Regions from separate parts of the Sus scrofa genome. Here all the other regions are linked to region 5. Evidence: chromatin contacts called from public HiChIP or PLAC-seq and promoter capture Hi-C data. All regions are on one chromosome and are shown on one strand. Each heading gives the region's core, a stretch centred on a gene start, on an enhancer-like site or on the middle of the called end of the contact. The rest is flanking DNA. Distances are from core to core; before and after follow the strand shown.

Region 1 (2,700 bases), core at 173-2,672, 980 kb after region 5:
ACCCTGGCACTAAAAGCCACCATCTAACTACCTGTTTACTACCCACACAACTGGGGAGAGTTCTTAAACGTTCCTTCGCTGGCTGGATTCCGGACCCTTTTCAAATTGAAACTCTGAAGGACCCAGGGCTTTTTCCCATTTCCTTCTTGTCTTTTGCAACTGCCTCAAAGGCCTAGAGTCAGGAGGGGCAAAAATGCCCCACCCTACCAATAACCGCAAGAACCTGCTGCAAACTGCAGGTCCAGTCTAGAGTGTTAAACACCCCGTGCAAGGACCACCCCAGTCATCGTATTCGAGCGAGCTCCCACCCCAGGTTTTCTTCCAGTACGCGCCTCCTTCCTCTCTAGTCAGCGAAATAAACAAGCCCCCCGGCCTAACCTGGGCAAAATAACATGCAGAACGATTACTTAAGCATAATGCACACTCCCACCCAGGCCTTTTGTTTCTCCTAAGTCAGAGGCCAGAAATTTCTTTCAGTGGAGATTTCTGGCCTCACGATCCGAGTTGGCCTTATTACACAACAGATCTCCCTCGGCGTTTGCTGAAACACGGCCCTAGGAAGCCACATAACCGCTTTCTGGAGAGAAAAAAATAAATGGTAAAAAACGAAGCCCGAAAAGGGAGCCGACTTGAGAGGCCGTAAGGTGTGTGGGGGCGGGGGGAAGGGGGGCCCACACTCCGTCTAAAACACAGTCGGACAGAAAAAAGTTCGGCTTCGCGCTGGAACCCGCCGAGGGGGCGACTTGGCGGCACTGGACGCCGCAGCCGACTCGGCTCTAAGGATGACGGGGCCCCCTTTCATAGGTCTGCGCCCCTCGGCTCGCAAATCCGTGAAGCCTTTTCAGCTTATATGCTTTTATTGCCCAAGCTTCTCGGCGAGGCAGAGTCGCCCTCGGGCTTTGGCTGCCTTTCTGAAAATGAGATTGGGGTGGGAAAAGTCAGAGGGGCTGCGGAACTGCAGCTTTCGGAGCCGCCGTTCGGCCCTCTCACCCCCCGTTTCGGGGCTTCGGAGCTTCGGGGCTCCGGGGCTCGAGGCCTGGCCGAGCCCTCCCCCCACCCCCGCGCGGGGCCCCGGAGGCCGCAGGCCCCGCCCACGTGGCGGGCGGCCCAGAGCGCGAGGCCGGACGGCCGCCACACAATGGAGGCCAAGGCTGGCCCAGCGCGCCTCCGCCGCCTCGAGCCCCCCGCGCGCCGGAGGTGCCGGAAGGTTCCAGAACCGGCCTGCTCGGTGGGGGGAGGGGAGCGGAGGAGAGGAGAAAGGCGGCCGTCGAGCTCCTCGGGCCGCGGCGGGTACCTCACACCCTTCCCAACAAATCCACTCAGTCGTTCCGGTCACCCCTAGAGACGAACGGTCCCTAACTTGGGCGTCCCAGCCGCCGCCGGCGCGACCGCGGCTCCACCACACTCACCCGTGGACGCCATTTTCTCTCCTTCCTTCTCGTTCTCTCAACGTCCGTCTCCCTCTCGCTTTCCCTCTAGGCGCCGCACTGCGCAGGCGCGAAACCCGCAACCTCGGGCGCTACCATCGGGCCAGGCCACGGGGGTAGGGGAAGGAGAGATGAACCACAGCTTTCTCGTCCTTCGCTCCCGCTGCTCTAGTCCTAAACCTCTCTAAAGAGCAACGGATGTGACTAGCTGGCCAAAATAGCACCGCAGGGGTGGGAGCGACCGGTGAGCGGATCTTGGTAACAAGTCAGAGTGATTCTCTGGTCGATGCGAGGCTGTTTGGAATGGTTACGTCCGCTGGCTCTAGGGACCGTCTCTGAAGAGTTTGCCTTGGAGGGAAACGGAGGCCGGCGGGAGGGCTGGGGGAAGGGACCCGGGCCTAGAACAACTGCTGACTAATCGGCGGGCGGCGGAGGAGTGGGTGGCGCGCCGACCGGTCGACCAGGGTCACGCGCCCGAGTGCGAGTAGAATGGGCTCGGGGCGCTCGGGCTTCGGCGGGAAGCTGGAGCACCGACTCCCAGCCGAGGGCCCCACCCGGCCTTCTGGGGGCGGGGGGCGCGCTCCGCAGTGAGTACCCCAGACACGTGGCCCGGCCTGCGGGCAAGGGGACCGAGGCGGGTGGGCTGGATGGGAGGCCGCGCACGTAGTGTTCGGCCCGAGGGCCCTCCAGTAACGGTCGAGTTTGAGAAGGAGGCCCTTTAATCACCACCCCCCACCAACACCCGTTTTTACAGAAAGGGAAACTGAGGCCCAAAATATAAAGCCGAGTCCCAGCCACACCGTGGGACCCCCACTTTCCATCACCCGGAAGAATCTTCCCGGTCCTTGTCTTTCCATTTCTGTCTTCCCGGCTTCCCAGTAAGGTAGGCCAGGGCGTGATGATGCACCGTCCCATTTTATAGATGGACAGGCTGAGACCTCGAGCGTTCAAATCCCAGTTCTTTTTGTCCATGGGCAAACCCACTCTTGCTAAAGTACCCAGGGAGAGATGGTTGTGAGCGTGCAGGAGGCAGCTTGCAGTGGGTGCCCTGGCTCCCTGCAAGAGCTGCACCTGCCTGACTTCTTGTATTAAATCCAGTCTCCCTAGACAGATGCCCAGGCCCATCAAAAGGCAGGGCTTATCCAAATCCTTTGGCGGGAACTGGAGCCAAGCTAGTGTCTTTCCTTCAGTGAACACACATAAAGCAAGCTATATGTAAGCTATGAGCACCCTGGGGAACTTGGCCATGAGCAAGAGGAGAAGGTCTCCTCCA
Region 2 (2,700 bases), core at 98-2,597, 510 kb before region 5:
AATGCCGGATCCTTAACCCCCTGAGCCACCAGGGAACTCCTGATTCATCTTTTTATTAAAGAGGCTATAAACTGCAGATTTTTAATATGTGGTCTTTTGTTGGTTGTAGTAGTTTTGTGTGCATGTGTTGTTTTTAAGTAGAGGACGGGGCTCAGGAAGGTAAAACTGCCTAGGGTCCATGAACGTCATGATGCAGCCTTGGTCTGATCTTAAGAAGGATTATGAGTGCTAGTTTCAGTGGGAAAGAGCATTGCAATTGTGATGATCATTGTACAACTACAGGTGTGATAGGAGTTCCCATTGTTGCTCAGTGGTTAACGAATCCGACTAGGAACCATGGGGTTGCGGATTTGATCCCTGGCCTTGCTCAGTGGGTTAAGGATCTGGCGTTGCTGTGAGCTGTGGTGTAGGTTGCAGACGTGGCTCGGATCCCGAGTTGCTGTGGCTCTGGCGTAGGCTGGTGGCTACAGCTCCGATTGGACCCCTAGCCTGGGAACCTCCATATACTGTGGGAGAGGCCCCAAAAATGGCAAACAAACAAACAAACAAACAAACAAAAAAAAAACTGCAGGTGTGATAAATTCATTGAGAAAGAAAGAAAGAAAGAAAGAGCATTGCAATCAGTGTTCTGTGTCTGTCTTAGGCTTGAAGAGGGAAGCAGCACCCTGACCTAGTCATCTTGGGCTTGGTGAACACAGGAATGTTTGAGGTTCAAATCCTAGAACCACTACTTAGTCGTTTTACCTTTCTAAGTTTGTTTCCTCACTTGTAAAACAGAGTTCCTAGGGCCTCTTTGAGGCACTGTGACAGGCATTATTCTAAAGAGTTTTCTAATGTGTATTAACCCTTTTATTCTCCCAGTCCCTAGTGTACGGCGTAATATTCCATTGCCGCAACGTGTGCTCCAGGGAATGGAAACGTAGATCGGAATTTCATCCAGAGAAATAAAAGACAAAGATGAGGATTCCCCAGGCCTCAGTTTCCCCATCTTCAAGTCGAGTGTCTGGCCCAGAAACTCGGTCTCTATCCGCATCTCGCCCGCGCCCCCTGCCGGCGTGAGGGGGCATTGCCTGGCCCCATCCTGTTGGAGAGTCCACGCTCTCGGTCAGCAGAGGGAGGGTGGACACTCTTGGGACTGGGAAAGCAAAGGGCCGAGGAGCTCAAACCCTGCCGGCAGCGCCCAGGCGGCCGCTGTGCAGGCCCTGGGGCGGAGACCGAGAGCTGGGGGCGTGGTCCCTAGCGGGGCGGGACCTCCAGCGGGGACCCGGCCAGCCCGAGGGCCCAGACGTGGCGCTGTGGCCGGGCGGTTCACCTCTAGTTTTCGGATCACCTCCGGCCGGCTTTCAATGCACCTCCCGCCGCTTTCGCTGCCCCTGCTGCTGCTCCTCGCGGCACTCGCGGCAGCCACCACCACCTTCCGGCCCGACTGGAACCGTCTACAAGGCCTGGCCCGAGCCCGGGTAGAGGTGAGTGCTCCGGCCCCCAGCCCAGAAATCACCGCCCCCAACCTTGCGGGTCCTCAGCGTTGGAATCGCTAACTCTTCTGGCCCCAGGACCCTCCCGACTCCCACGTCTTCCTCGGCGCCCGGGACTGTCGCTCCCGCTTCCCAGCCTTAGAACCCCCCAGCACCATTCATGGAAGCCTGGAACACCCCTGATCTTGTGGCCTGGAAATCTGAACCCCTCCTTAGTTCCCCATCAGGCCTGACATGGGCCCCAGACACATTGGACCTGTCCCCTAACTTCTCTGGCCCTATGACTCCCAGACGAGTCCAATTTCCCATCCCCCATCACTCCTCTTTTTCCTGGAATTCATCCCCACTCCAGTTCCGGTTGGTCTCTCTCCCTTTGCCTGGGGGAGGGAAGACCTTATGGGAGCCTAAGCCCCCATTCCCACTCCGCCCCCCATGCAAAACCCAGGAAAGGAGGCTGGGAATTTCCTTTAAACACTTACTGTGAAGTGTTCCCCCACCCTCTCCTGCCAAAGTCCCTGTTGGGTTGTGTGACGTGGATCATCACAGACCCTCTCTAGGCCTTAGTTTTCTCTCTGAAAAAAGATGGGGAGGAGGAGGGAGGACTAGAATAGGTAGCCCTGCGGTATGGACTCCTGCTAGAAGGAAGCTCCACATCAGGGAGTACAGGGAGGGGTCCACCCCTCCCCCCTTATTGGGGAAGAGACCAGATGGTCTGTAGGGCTGGGCCGCAGGCGACGGAGGGCCAGCTCCTCATGGGGTGAGGTAAGGAGCAGATGGCAGGTGTCTCTAATGAGGCCCCCAGGACAGAGCTGTTTCCTTCTGGTCTGCCTCCACCCAGAGGTTCTAGGGGCTAAAGACCCAGTTCTCTACTGCCTGAGGGGAAAAGGGTGCTCATTTCTCTTGGGCATCAGGAGTGGGTCAGCAGTCAGTAAGATGTACAGGCAAGAGCCCTAAGTCTGCTGCTAAGTGCTCTTCGGGTCTCTGGCCTTACTCCTTTTTCCTCTGGTGTCATTACGTCTCAGCTTCCCCATCTGTACGGAGTTCTCCCTTCTGCCCACAAGAGGCCTCATCTCCACACCTTGGAACTGCTATTCAGGGAGTAATCCATAGCCCAACCCAAAGCTGAGCTGGGGGATGAGGGTAAAATTAGGGTTGCGTGTAGATGTGAGGGCTCCTGATCTATCCCATTTTGTTCCCCCTGCAGACCTGTGGGGGATGACAGCTG
Region 3 (2,700 bases), core at 57-2,556, 550 kb before region 5:
TAACATCAAAGATGAGGTAGAAGCTCTCTTCACCATTATAATGTCTGGTCCATTCCACTGCTGTCTTTTCTGGTCTGTTTCCCTCCTCCTTCCCCCCCCCCCCAAGATCCTGAACAAGTTCCAGCTGCCTCAGAGCAAAGACTAGATATCTAGTACTCACAGAAGGAAAGCACTTAAGATCAGTGGGCTTCACAAAGATTTTGAAACCAAATTTATGTTAACAAAGGGGAAACATGGGGAGAGGAGGGATGAATTAGGGGGCTGGGATTGATACATACACACTCCTATATATAAAATAGATGGGTAACACGACCTACTGCACAGCACAGGAAAATTTACTCAATATTGTGTAATGACCTATATGGGAAAAGAATCTGAAAAGGAATGGGTATATGTATAACGATTTACTGTGCTGTATGCCTGAAATTAGCACAACTGTGTAAGTCAACTATATCCTAGTTAAAAAAGAAAAAAAAATCAGTGGGCTTCAAACATCAGTATGCACAGGTCCCCCAAAGCAAACATTCAAACTATAGTTTCCCCAGTTCGGACCCAAATTCTAAATAAGAGGTCTCAAGAGTCCTGCATTGTAGAGTATGCACTCCAGAGGCTGTGGGAACCATATTTAGAGAAACAGGGCCCTGTTTTAGAAAAGAAACTGAGACCTGGCACAGGTAAAGACCCAGTCACACAAATGTATGTCAGTGGTGAAGCCTCAAACCTGGGTCTCTTTCTCCCAAGCCCAACTCTATTCATCCCGCTTACCGGCCTCGGCCTCTCCACTGGGGACAAACTCATTAAAAGCACCTTTACAAGAAAGAGGCGGCCTCGAATGGGAGTCAGAGAGTTAGAGAGAGTCCCTGAGTTCTCGAAGTTAGGAGAGCTTCTGGCAGCCTTTCCTCTTCTTGGAGCCTTAGATTCCCCAAATTGTAATCACTGGACGAAAGACCACAACACAAGCCTGACCTTCCCCTGGGGCGGAGGGCCCGGAACAGAGCCAGCTTGTTGCCTCTGCGTTCCTGGGCTCAGGTGTTGCCGCCCATGGGCCTGGTGAAGGCGGAACCCGGTCCCTCGCCCGCGTCCCTCAACCTGGACGGCCCCTAGCTGCCAACCCAGCCTCTCAAGTACCTGCCTCTGCTCAGCTAACACCGCCGAGGCCACTCCAGTTTGTCCTTCCGTCGGCCGCCCAGCCAGTCTCTCCGCTGGGATAGTCCGTCCCGCCGGACCTCGGGTCCCTCCTACGCGGACTCTGGTCAGCTGACGCAGAGCCGCAGCTTTCCAAGGGACTTCCGTCCACAACCGGAAAAGGTTGGTCCGCTGCGCTGTTCTCCCGCCCAGATCCTGGACTCTAAGGTTCCGCCTGCCGGCAGGAAGCAGAAAAGCGTAGGGGTCACTTGCCAGCTTTTCAGAAAGCCTAGGTCTGTGTAGGGAAAGTACAGACAAGTTTCAAACAGTTTTGTTGCACCAGAATGTAAGGATGATGAGAATACGTCAGAGGATACAGGAGCTAACTTGAAAGAGATCCCATGGCCAAATCGTCGCAATTTGAGAATCAAAATACTTGATAGTAACAGATTTAACTAATTGAATAAAATGGTAACCCATGAGTCTTTACTGGTATAAAAGTGATTGAATAAATGGGGGAGAAGGGGAAATTATGCCTTTTAGTAGAAGCAAAATAACAAATATGATGGAGTTAGAAAATCAATAATGGATGGTAAAACTAGAGGAAGAGAATATTTACACAGCAAAATGTCTCCTATAAATTCCTTTTTGATTACAAAGGGAAAATAGTAGTTTTACATATAATCTCACAGAACAGTAAGTTAATATCACCAGTTGTAGATCAAGTAAAGAGCATGTGCCTCTTAGTAAGATGCACTGAGAAAGAGACAGCATCTCTCCTGTGGTATTTTAGACAAAAATGCATAACTCAGAATTCCCTTGTGGTACAGCAGGTTAAGGATCCAGTATTGTCACTGCAGCAGCTTGGGTCGATTCTCTGACTCAGGTTCCATCTTGGTCCAGGAACTTCCACAAGTTGTAGGGTGCAGCCAAAAAAAATGAGTAACCCATGTTTTGTTTCATGAGGAAGCATGACATAGTCCAGATGGAGAACAGTATACAAAATAATTGTCAGCATCATGAAAAAAACAGAGAAAGACTGAGGAACTGTTCTGGTTTAAAGGAGATTAAAGAGGCATGACAACAAAATGAGATATATGATTGTAAATTGGATCCTGGACTAGCATAAGGAGAGGCAGAATAGGTTTAATGGACAATATTGGGACAAAAGACAAAATTGGAATTTGGATCATGGTTTAGCTGTGACTACATATTGTATCAATGTTAAAATTTCTACATTTGATCATTGTATTGTGGTTATGGTAAGAGTACTTCCTTGTTCTTAGGAAATATTCACTGAAGTATTTAGGGGTAACACAATGTCTCTAGGGAGTTCCTGCTGTGGCACAATGGGATCGGCAGCATCTTGGGAGCCCTGAGACGCAGGTTCAATTCCCGGCCCAGTACAGTGGGTTAAGGATCTGGTGTTGCTACGGCTGCAGCGTAAGTCACAGCTGTGGCTCAGGTTCAATCCCTGGCCATAAACTTTTTAAATAAAAATTACCAAAAAAACAGACACAATATCTCTAACTTAATTTCTTTTTTAATTTCAAATGAGTCAGAAAAAAATACATG
Region 4 (2,700 bases), core at 82-2,581, 610 kb after region 5:
GTCCCCGAAAGGAGTTTCCATCATGGCTCAGTGGTTAATGAATCTGACTAGAATCCATGAGGACGAAGCTTCAATCCCTGGCCTCCCTCAATGGGTTAAGGATCTGGCATTGCAGTGAACTGTGATGTAGGCCAGCAGCTACAGCTCCAATTGGACCCCTAGCTTCGGGTGCAGCCCTAAAAAAGCAAAAAACAAAAAAACAAAAACAAAACAAAAAACAAACCTCCCTGAGACAGTTACTATTATTATCATCTCTATTTCATAGATAAAAGTGAGAGCTTGCCCAACCTAATGCCACAGTTAAGTGATAAGGCCCAGTATTCCCACCCAAGATTCTCTGATTTCATACCCACCCCACCCTACTCAATGATTAAGAGTTATTAACCATTATTAATACCACCGCTGCCATCATGGAAAGACTTTGGAACCAAAAAATGCTACCTAAATGGCCACCCATAGTGTCTAAGGAGATGTCCTTTTCAGGACAGGTGCCTAATCAAATTTGCCCTTGTGACCCCCAGATGAGACAGAGGGGCCGGGGTCCAACCTTGACTCGCCACTGATTTCCTAGTGGTGTGACCCTAGCAAGTCTTTTGCTCTCACCTGGTTTTAGTTTAGGCTTCTGCAAATGGAGAAACGGGTTTGTGGCGTGGCAGGCAGCAATACTTAGAACCCCCGCATAGTGGGACCTATTGACCTCGTTTAACTTTTTAGGATTCACACCGGGGGTAACGCACAGACGGCAGTCTACAGACACAAGACGCCCAGGGTTTACCCCCTCCTTGTAAAGGTCGACTGAGTCCCGTCCCACCTCCACTCCCACTGTCACCCCTCGAAGGAACCCAAGGTCAGGGATGGCCCAGGCCCTCACCCCCTGGTTGATGTGTTCGTAGATCGCGTCCGCGCCTTGATCGAAGGCGCGCTCGAAGAATAGAGCGCCCACGGCGATCGTGAGGGCGAAGGTAGAGGTCCTGCGAAACAACAGGGAGTACAACCTCGCAGTCAACGTCGGGGCAGCCATGTTTGTCCGCTGCAGAACTAGCACCACCGCGCCTGCGCTTCGACCGACCTTTCCACAAAGGTCCTCAACGTGTAACGCTTTATGGGATTTGTAGTTCTTTTGAACTTGAGTGCTCGTCGTTTTGCACCATTGAAGTAACTGATGGCTTGTGAGCTATTAAAATCTCCTAAAATTCATACCACGACAGCCCAAGTCGTTTTGGTAAAATGTATTACCCAGTTTTTCTCCTCAATCATTTCTTGCTGATTGAATTTTTTTTAAAACTACAACGCCCAGAAGCCCTCGCGCTTCCTTCACCTCCTCCTACGCTGTCTTTGCTTTGATTCTCAAAGGTTTCTGGGAAGGGCGGGCTGATACTCCAGGAAGGACTACGAATCCCAGCAAGCAGTTCGCTGAACCAAGGCGCAGGAGGAGGAGTTGAGAGCCGTCGGGCGCCGCGGAGCCAGGTACTTTTTTTGGCGGGACGTCGAGTGGCGAGTTCTAGTCTTCCTCCCAATACGGAAGAACTTGAGCTCTTACGTTTAAGTCCGCGAGCCCCGCGGCGGGTCGCAGTGGATATAGGGGCAAGGCCTGAAATCCCAGTCCCAAGCTTGTCCCTCCTCCTATCTCCTCCGGCAGCCCCAAGTCCAGGGCTATAGTTGAAGCCTGTGGCAACAGTCAGCCTTTGCCGGGCCTCTGGGGAAGAGGCCATTCTGCCCATGCTTCCGTTTCCCCTCATCCCTGGGTTTCGCTGCAGACACCCCTGGCCTGGAAGGCGGGAGACCTAGATCCATTCATTCTCTCTTGGGAATGGAAATAGCAGGACTTTGGAGCACTAAGGACGTCCAGCAATTGTTTTCTGAGCGCTGGGCCATGAGCTGGAGACCCAGCGGGGAATACGTCCCAGCTTTTGGGGAGCACCCATTTTACAGTGTGTGGGAGGTGCGATAATGACAGGTAACGCTTTGAAGAGCAGAAAAAAGGTTGATTGGGGAGGGGGTGGTTGTGGTAATATTTTAGCTAAGGTTCCCCAAGGTGACACTTAACCCTAAACCCAAATGGATATAGCTATTCGAACAGGAAAACGTCGTGCAAGGCCTTGAGGCTGCTGCGGTCCTGAGGTGTTTGAAGGAAACAATTTGAGTGGACTATGAAATAGGCTCGGGTCAGGTCATATCTGGTCTTCTAACCCGTGGTGAAGGGTCGTTTTTTTTTCTAAATTGCACGCGGAAGCCACTGAAGGGTTTTAAGCTGGGATGTGAGGCAACCTAATTTACGTAACAGTAGCAGCGGTCATCATTTCTGGCTGCTCTCTGGAGAACTGACTGAAAAGGAGGAGCTACTGTGAGGGGTCAGTGGAGGCAGGGTGGTAATTTAGATTAGGGTGTGAGTTAGAGTAATGATGGGTTTGGGATGTATTTGGGAGGTGGGACAAACAGAACAAGCTGACAGATGCATATAAAGTATAAAGGAAAGAGGAATTGAAGATGACATCTAAGTTTTGTTTGTTTTTCTTTCTTTTTTGGCCATATTTGCAGCATATGGAAATTCCCGGATTAGGTGTTGAATCAGAGCTTCAGCTGTGGTCCATACCATAGCCACTGCAACACCGAATCTGAATCCGAGCTGCATCTGTGACCTATGCCTCAGCCCACTAAGCTAGGCCAGGGCTCGAACCATAATCCTCACGATGCTATATT
Region 5 (2,700 bases), core at 146-2,645:
GTGTTGGGTTCTGGGCTGAAGGTTGACTCATGCACAAACAGGACTTCAGTATAGATCATGTCACCTGCACGGTTGGGGGTGGGGTGCCTATCCTGCAAGCAGGACTGTGGTGTGGAATGCACCAGGCCAGGCTGTGGGGACTCGACTGTGCCACAAGGGACTTAACCATATGCAAGGCTGTAGACTGACCACAAGGGGAGTGGACTGGGGTGGGGGTTGAGGGGCAGGTTAACACTTACATCTCTTGCCTTCTTGCCTTTGTCAATGGCATCAGCCAGCACATAGGAGCTGGACACACCATAGCTCAGCCACACAACAGCTGTTGGCACCAAGGAGCGGAAGGCCTCCCCTACCTCATTGGCATAGCCTGGTGGTGGAGGAATATTTAATTCCTGAGCGGTTGGGTTGTTCCACAAGAGGGCACTAGAGGGAGATGGTTCTTATCTCAGCCTGCTAAGCAGTAGCTGGATGACCTTAGACAAAGTGACTTTACTCCTGTGAGTGTTTCCCCACCTGTAAAATGACACCCATGATGCTCACCTGGACTCTTTCCTTATGGGAGAGCTGAGTACTGTCTCCATTCTCACAGCCTACTTGCCTTAATAGTCTGGGTTCTAGAAGCATGTGAGCTGGCTGGGGGGACAGGCAGTGAGAGAGACTAAAGGCAGCCCCTCTGACGGGGAACTCGCTAAGTGCCAGGCCTTTCTGTACCTTATCTCATTGTACCCTCACAACTACCACCCAATGAGAGAGACCTTGTGCTCATCCCTTTTTGCTGAGGAAGAAACAAGCTTAGTCAGAGCGACTGATCCAAGATGAGAGTTCAAGTGCCCTGACTACAGCCAGTGTCCAGTCATTCCACAGGGGGCAGCCCACTCATCCCCATCCACCTACTTGGGCTGCAGCTTCCACCTGGGAGACAGACCAGCAGAGACCGTGAGGGCCGGGCTGGACAGGCCAAGCTGTGTGATCTTGAGCCAGTCCAGAACCCTCTCTGAGCCCAGTCTCTGCCCCGGCTGAATGAGAACTACAGCCCTCCCACGTTCGCCATGTCCCTGACCGGCGTCTGGGAACCCCTGCTTCCCAGCCACGTGGTGTGGGGGTCGCCGTGCCCCTTGCCCCGTGCTCACCCAAGTACCGCACCCACGTGTCCCGGAAAAGGTCGCGCTCGGCCCCCCGCGGGGGCGGCTCAGACATGACGCTTCCGCCTCGGCTTCCACTAGCGCTCCTGTCTGCGGCTGCGGGACCGGCTTAAGGTCCCAGACTGAAGGACAGGTCGTGCGGTCCCCACCAGCAGGGAGCGTCTGCAAATTCCCTCGCGCACTGGCGCCCCCCTCCCAAGCTTGGGTTTTACAGATTAATTTTCATCACGTTTTCTCTGGGGTTGAACGGTTGCGCGATCCTCTCTCAGCACTGACTGTAGTGTTGGAGCCAAAGAGACGCAGGTTCAAATACCGGATGCTACGCTTCATAGCTGTGTGACCTCGAGCAAGAGTCTGTACTTCTCTGCACGTCACTTTATTTGTTAGATAGGAAACAGGATGGGTTTACTCCTGGGGCAGTTTCGAGGATGAATTACACTCATCATTTATCGAGTTTAGTGCCAGCCAGACTGTTGGCTAAAGACTCCAGATGGCTTACTTCTTTAAACCCTCCCCTCAGCCAGGCATAAACCCCACCCTCCTTTTACAGATGAGGAATAGAGATAGAAATAATTGGTCACTTTCCCGGGTCCTACGACTGCTGAGTAGTGAAGCCGACATTTGATTCCAGGCTGTGAGGCTCTAGTTCCCATGCTCTTAAGGTAAGCTCAGTAAATGAGACTGAGGGAGTGTATGTTGAGAACCCGAGTGAAACTCTGAATCCTTTGGGGTATCAGCAAACAAAGACACAGCTTTTAAAGACAGGCAGTCCTGGGTTCAAATTCCAGTTGTGCCGCCTATTAACTGTCAGCCACGTCTGTAAAAAAATGAGTAGCTAATACATACTGAGCGTACACTAAGCGCTCTGGCTGTAGTTTCCTTGAGTCTTTGCAATAACCCAAAACAGTAAGCACAGGGCTGATGCAGTGTATCCAGGAGGCGCTCATCATCAAATAAATATCCTAGACTCCCTATTGTGGGCCCTGTTTTCAGGCGTCTCTATTTTGGTGGGATCTTATAAGGCAGCCAGTTCATTGGTGATCTGGCAGGAAGCTTGTTTCGGAGCCCAAGCTGATCCCTAGCCCCGGAAATACTGGCAGTGCACGCGCGGAATTGGGAGACGGTCCCTAACACCACGTGACCGTTGCTTCTCAGCCAACCTCCCACTCCGGGCCTGCCGCAAGCGCTGCAAGGACTCGCCAAACCCGCACTTGTTAGCTTGCCCTGAGAAGCCCGAGTGGGGCGGAGCCTCCGCTCTGACGGTAAAGGAAGTCAGGAGTACACTTAGTGCCCTCAGCAAAAATGGCGGAAGATGCGGCCTGGGCCAATCAGGAGGCAAGCTGGCCATCCCGGCGCCGTGAGAAAGCGCTTAAGCAGCGGGCTGTTTTTGCACATGCGCCCCGCTTAGTAGCGGGTAAACGCTGGGCTCCTAAAGTGGAGGTTTGACTGAGGGACCGCGAAGAGCGAGGCGGAGGTCACTGACTGCTACTCCCCGTGCACTGAACATTGCTTTATTCATTGGGTTAATTTTCCTAACAGAGCGTTGTAAACCAAGGTC

Evidence for each region. Promoter capture Hi-C pulls out the DNA fragments that hold promoters and counts their contacts. HiChIP or PLAC-seq counts read pairs in DNA pulled down with a chosen protein or histone mark.
Region 1: a contact with region 5 is called in an H3K27ac HiChIP or PLAC-seq map of alveolar macrophages. The contact joins the promoter of EWSR1 here to the promoter of MTFP1 in region 5. A contact is called at or near these places in 2 of 2 datasets of contacts at active chromatin or transcription factors (alveolar macrophages and skeletal muscle).
Region 2: a contact with region 5 is called in a promoter capture Hi-C map of fetal liver, with 2.1 times the contacts expected there. The contact joins the promoter of SELENOM here to the promoter of MTFP1 in region 5. A contact is called at or near these places in 1 of 5 promoter capture datasets (fetal liver) and 1 of 2 datasets of contacts at active chromatin or transcription factors (alveolar macrophages).
Region 3: an H3K27ac HiChIP or PLAC-seq map of alveolar macrophages shows a contact between it and region 5. The contact joins the promoter of RNF185 here to the promoter of MTFP1 in region 5. A contact is called at or near these places in 1 of 47 Hi-C or Micro-C datasets (heart right ventricle) and 2 of 2 datasets of contacts at active chromatin or transcription factors (alveolar macrophages and skeletal muscle).
Region 4: a promoter capture Hi-C map of liver shows a contact between it and region 5, with 4 times the contacts expected there. The contact joins the promoter of ZMAT5 here to the promoter of MTFP1 in region 5. A contact is called at or near these places in 1 of 5 promoter capture datasets (liver) and 1 of 2 datasets of contacts at active chromatin or transcription factors (alveolar macrophages).

What each region holds. Positions count from the first base shown.
Region 1 is chr14:46,407,445-46,410,144 of Sscrofa11.1, reverse strand. It overlaps EWSR1 (EWS RNA binding protein 1), which reads right to left and starts at 1,422. Exons shown (of 17, transcript NM_001252048.1): 1 at 1,410-1,422. The coding sequence starts at 1,422. RHBDD3 (rhomboid domain-containing protein 3) reads left to right here. Exons shown (of 7, transcript XM_005657361.2): 1 at 1-1,290; 2 at 2,182-2,310.
Region 2 is chr14:47,903,997-47,906,696 of Sscrofa11.1, reverse strand. It overlaps SELENOM (selenoprotein M), which reads left to right and starts at 1,347. Exons shown (of 5, transcript NM_001161648.1): 1 at 1,347-1,466; 2 at 2,680-2,700. The coding sequence starts at 1,347.
Region 3 is chr14:47,944,976-47,947,675 of Sscrofa11.1, reverse strand. It overlaps RNF185 (E3 ubiquitin-protein ligase RNF185), which reads right to left and starts at 1,306. Exons shown (of 7, transcript XM_005670859.3): 1 at 1,133-1,306.
Region 4 is chr14:46,781,686-46,784,385 of Sscrofa11.1, reverse strand. It overlaps ZMAT5 (zinc finger matrin-type protein 5), which reads left to right and starts at 1,331. Exons shown (of 6, transcript XM_001929010.5): 1 at 1,331-1,467. UQCR10 (ubiquinol-cytochrome c reductase complex 7.2 kDa protein) reads right to left here and starts at 1,046. Exons shown (of 2, transcript NM_001129978.2): 1 at 872-1,046. The coding sequence starts at 1,021.
Region 5 is chr14:47,391,273-47,393,972 of Sscrofa11.1, reverse strand. MTFP1 (mitochondrial fission process protein 1) reads right to left here and starts at 1,395. Exons shown (of 5, transcript XM_001929262.7): 1 at 1,131-1,395; 2 at 240-367. The coding sequence starts at 1,197. It also overlaps a transcript of SEC14L2 not described here.